2 separate regions of the Gossypium hirsutum genome follow, and region 1 is linked to region 2. A link is a contact called in public Hi-C data. All regions are on one chromosome and are shown on one strand. Each heading gives the region's core, a stretch centred on a gene start, on an enhancer-like site or on the middle of the called end of the contact. The rest is flanking DNA. Distances are from core to core; before and after follow the strand shown. Region 1 has its middle 22 kb from the start of LOC107946629. Region 2 has its middle 170 kb from the start of LOC121205256.

Region 1 (2,700 bases), core at 193-2,692, 210 kb after region 2:
TGCGGTGTGGTCAGGCCGTGTGGCACCAAATTTTACCCAGAACCCTAATTCCTAACAACACACGGCCGTGTGGACCACCTGTGTCAGGGCACACGCTCGTGTGGCCACCAATGTGGTCACGAAACCACCCACAAACAGCTTGAAAATCGAGTTTTCTGATCACTAAAGTGACCCCCAATAGATGGGACTCAGAAACACACTAACCAGAGTAGATTTCCATATCAAACAACAGTACTTTAGAACTTCGACAACCAACTTTCGAAAGACACCAAGATTGCCACATTCTATCAAAAACAAATTACAATTCACAATTAAAATAGAAAAGTTTCGAAACCCACGCCTGATTTGCGATCAAAGAAGTCCGAACATCGACTTGATGACGAGCAAGCGACTCTCCAAATTCCACAAGAAACACCATTTTCAAAAAGAAATTTAGAAGAACAAAAAAAAAGCTAAGAGAAGAAGAAAGAACATGCACTTCCCAAAAAAAATATAAAAATCCAAAATAATAAAAATAAAAATAAAAGTAATAATTATATTTTAAATTAAAACAAGTCCACTATAATCAATATAAAAATACATCACCCAAAACACACACACAAGGACTCAAACCCAGAACTCAAAGGCAAACTAACACACAACCGACCACCAGACCAACAAGCCCATTCTATCATTTAAACGCGCAACTAAACATAATAACACACCTCTTTCTCTGACCCTAACCACAAAACTTAAAACTTCTAACCCCAAAATTCAGGGTGTTACAATAGTGGCCTTTGGAGGAAAAGGATGGACAAATGGAATCTAATTTAAATTGTATTATTGGATGAAAGTATAATTATCAGAGTAGTAATTATATATTTTTTATAATTATAAAAAAATTAATTTTTTAGATATGTTTAATTAATAAGATCTAATTATATCATAATTTTTTATGTTATGATTGATAATATAAAAGTAATTTATATAATTACATAATTTTAAATTTTAAAAAATATCAAAAAGATCTTAGAAAAGACTCTCTAAAGAATTATTTAAGTAATTATTTATTTTGTTAATTTTAATATAGAATACTTTTTTAGGCTAGCATATTACGTACAATGGTTTGAAATCATCTAGTTTTGTTGTATGTTTAGTAAATTTTTTTCTCAAGTATTATTGATAATTTTTTAATAGTTAATATTATTTCTTAGAATCTAAAATTATCTAATTATCTAATTATAATTTATAATATCTGATCTGAATTACAAATTATACTTTCTTCCAATTCTATATGATATCCAAATACAGAATGAATAATATTTTTTATTTTTCAAGAATAAAATAAACCAAATCCTATCGATTAAAAAAAAAAAGAAGAAATAAAAAGGGGTGGAACTGGCGGGGCCATAAACACCTCTGGTCTTATCTAGTAATGAGAATGGCGCCAGCATCACATCTTTCGCTTTCTTTATTTAGAAGGAATTCAGTTGATAAGAATGGGACCTCGACTTTAGATGAATGAAAATATATATTTAATATCATAACATCTTTTTTAATGCATATTCCACTTTTTCTTTTCTTTTTGGTTTCGATATGCTTGCGTTGGAATCTTCAATGTGAGATGTTGATGCTTATTTTCAAATTTTAATAAGAAAAATGAAAAATCCAAACACCACAAATTTGAAGAGATGGAACTGGCAAGATAGAAAAATAGAAAAATTATTAATAAGTTCTTGAATTTTTTTTAAAAAATAAATTAAGTCATAAATAAAGAAAATACATTCAATTGAACCCTCTTTTCTTATAATTTTTTATCAAGTTTTATTTCGTTTTTCGAGTTATTTTTATCACATGTGACACAAAGATTGTACCATGCGATGGAAACTAATATTTTAAATTTAAAATTATTAAAATTAATATAACTTTTAATATTAATAGGTTTTAATTATTTTCTTTATTTTCTTTTATAATAATTTTTTGTCTTTTGTCATTTATAATAAATTTTATAATTTTCTATAAACTTTTATAATATTTCACATTCTATATTTTCTATTTTTTAATTTTTTAACTTTTTATACAATAATTAGATTTTAAATAGAAAATACTTATTCTCATCATAATCCTGGTGTGACATATGAAAATAACTCAAAAATTGAAATAAAACAGAAAGTGTTACCTGATAATGGTTGACTATTAACTTTAATGATGTAAAAGCTTAATTGATGAAAAATATAATGTTTGAGGGCTCAATTGGGTGTATTTTTTGTTCAGGGGTTTCTTAGACCATTTAGCCAAATATTTAAGGCTTAATGATTAATTTAGCCCCCAATGTTTACATTTTTTCAATTTGATCCTTATTCCTTTTTTATCTAAATTTGGCCGTTAACTTTTCAAAAATAGTTAAATAATTTTTTAAGCGGAAATGCTAACTAAAATACTAATTTTTTATGATGTTGGCGTGACAATTTGCATGACAGTTCACCTGTACTTTATATTGAAATACTAATTTTTTATGATGTTGGCATGACAACTTGCATGACAGTTCACGTGTATTTTATATTAACATAACACTATTTGTCTTATATACCACATCATCAAAAAAATTTTAAAAAATATAAATATATTCAAAATATAAAATATTAAAAAATAAAAAAATTAACATAAAGTACACATGGATGGTTATATAGGCTGCTAGTTGAGTCAATATTTTCTTAAAAG
Region 2 (2,702 bases), core at 102-2,601:
TAATGTAAACGCCAACCAAGCTAAAACTCAATTGACATCTAACTATATTATTATTAAGTCTTAAGTTAGTGTTACAAGTTAATCGGACTCAACTAATTAGAAAAAAGTCTACAAATCAATCTTTTAAAAAAATAACAAATATTACTATGAAGTGTTTTTCATGGTTGTTTAAATCAAATTGGACTTGCCAGTGAGGCTGGTTGGATTGAGAACCGATTGAAATACTGGCTTAGGAAAAGGCATAAGATTGATTAACTTGAAAATTGGTACGGAACATTTGAACTAATTTTTATTTATTTATTTTGATAATTTTTAATGATTTATTTAATCAAATGGACGTACCAGTTGAATTAGTAGGACTGATCAGTTCAACCACTAATTTAATTATCTAAACTTTGATTTTTTTCAATTTTATTAAAATATAATTTTTAAATTCATAATAAATCTAAAAAAAGATTTAAGACACCAAATCCCAAAGCTTTAAACTAAAATTTGATTGTTTTTACATAATTCTTTTGGGTAAGTGACATAAACTATAAAAATGATTTGGTTTTGTATCCCCAGAAGACATTGCAAATTTAAGAGTTAGGACCCAAAAGAGCTGAACAAAATATGAACTGAAAAAGCGATTAATTGGCTATATTTTAAATGTTAATTAAGGATAAACAACAGTACAACAATTATTGTACCAAATATAATTCATGAGAAGGCGAGTTGATCTTTGCTCAAACACTCAAAATTCTAATATACGCAATCAGCTTAGCCGCCGAAGATCAAATTGCAATCCCAATAAGAAATATACAAACTAAGAGAAGCATAACAAGACAAGCAATTAATGCAATATCATCTTCTTCGTTTTGCAATTATAACCAAATACAACTACTCAATGAAATGATATTCCATAAATTTATTTCCAACTTCAACAAATACAAATTCTACATTTATTTTTTCATAGTGCAATTAAAAAGAAAAATCATTTTGCAGGTTTCAACATCATCTGAGCTGACCAACTCCACTTCATCTAATAATTAACGCATTATATAGGATAAGAAGATTATTAATATTAAAGAAAATACTATAGATAAATAGATAGATATCTTAAAAATCCAATTTCTCCACAAAGAGACAATATATAGTTGAATTCCTTGCCAACTCATAGTCTACACATTTTTTTGTTTTGTAAGAACATAGAACTAGGACCTATATAGCAAACAAAAGAGAAAAACTTGCATTAATCCATCCTTATCCTATCGAGAAAGAAAAAGGACCAAACAATTATCATCAAACATCCCACGTGGTTGGTTCATGGACATGGGGCATGTCATTTGTCATGACCTTCTAAATAATAATGGCAAATAAGGAAAGTGCATCAAAGTTTTTCACTGACATGAGAGAGCCCACCTTGGAACTATGAAACTACAGTTACAAATGTTAGCATATCTGATTTACATTTGTATAAAACAAAAGCACCATTTATTGAGTCAAGATATAACTAGGATATCTGATGATGATATGATGACTAGATTTCCCACCGTTTACATCACAGGGAAATTTGATCTCTTTTCGACTTTGGGTGAGAATCTGACAGGTAATAAGATAATGATATCCCAGGGATGTAAAAGTTGATATGATAACTAATACAGGTCCCATATGCTTCTCACAGCTATAAAACAATTTATCTTTACAGTTTTGTGGATTCAAGTGGGGATGTGGGTTGCCCCTCCTTTCCCCTTTCGCGATTTCAAAATTAAAGCAGTTTTCTGGACCTGTGTCCACCCATCTCGTGTAATCTGGGTGCCACCAAAATAAGAGAAAACCAAGGCGGTTTCCTTTTTTTTTCCATTCTTTACATTGTTTTTTAAATTAGTGGAGGTAGAATTCTGATTTTGTTAATTTAATCGATTTAATTAAAAAATTATTAAAAATTAAAAATTCGATTCAAGAGTTGATTCAATTAATTTTTAATTTATTTAATTGATTTTTTAATTAGTTTGTATGAATTCTCAACAAGGGCAAAATTATAAAAAAAATTTAGGAGGAGCAAAATTAAATTGTATATTTTTATAATAATAAAAATATAATTTAATCATTTTAATATTTATATCTTTATAATTTTAGGGGGTCAAAATATAAATTTACTTTATTAATTTAAATTTTTATAAATTTTAAAGGATCTAAATGAAAATTTTTCTATTTTAAGAGGGCGGGGCCTTGCAACCCTTAGCTACGGCCCTAATTCTTGATGTAACTGATTTAAAACTACTCTCTAAATTGATATCTTGATTTAATCTATCCGACCAATCAATCTAAACTAACTCAAACAATACTGATTTTGTAATGTTATTCATCATTTTCCTTTTTTTTTTCTTTTCTTAATTATTGCTTTCTTAAAATAATACAAAAACAAAAAAGTTATCAAAGTAGTAGATTTTGCAGTTTTTTACCAAAATGTAATGAAAGAAGTAATATTTCTAGAATCTGACTGAATCGCCAACTTTAAAGGGTATCTCAACTCAGTTTTTTAGTTTCCTGTCACATTGATCATGGGTCGAGGAAGGGGCAGGAGGGACACGACCTTGCTACGTGCTCAAGGATTATTTTACTATCTTAATGAGACAAAATTACCTGTTAGCAAAAAAAAAAAAAAAGTGCAAATCCCCTCCACAAATGATAATCACTTATTCAGTGTCAGAATGAAGAAA

What was found. A called contact is a pair of places that touch in the nucleus more often than the background predicts.
Region 1: a Hi-C map of hypocotyl shows a contact between it and region 2, with 2.6 times the contacts expected there. The contact joins two enhancer-like sites. A contact is called at or near these places in 2 of 34 Hi-C or Micro-C datasets (anther and hypocotyl).

Annotation. Positions count from the first base shown.
Region 1 is chrA08:40,522,414-40,525,113 of Gossypium_hirsutum_v2.1, forward strand. No RefSeq gene overlaps it. Among protein-coding and RNA genes, the nearest start is that of LOC107946629, 22 kb to the right of the region's middle. Within about 2 kb of position 1,443, at least 3 of the 9 cell types and tissues checked have an H3K27ac peak or open chromatin away from gene starts, as enhancers often do. A contact at or near this core is called in hypocotyl, where this site is marked.
Region 2 is chrA08:40,313,625-40,316,326 of Gossypium_hirsutum_v2.1, forward strand. No RefSeq gene overlaps it. Among protein-coding and RNA genes, the nearest start is that of LOC121205256, 170 kb to the right of the region's middle. Within about 2 kb of position 1,352, at least 5 of the 9 cell types and tissues checked have an H3K27ac peak or open chromatin away from gene starts, as enhancers often do. A contact at or near this core is called in hypocotyl, where this site is marked.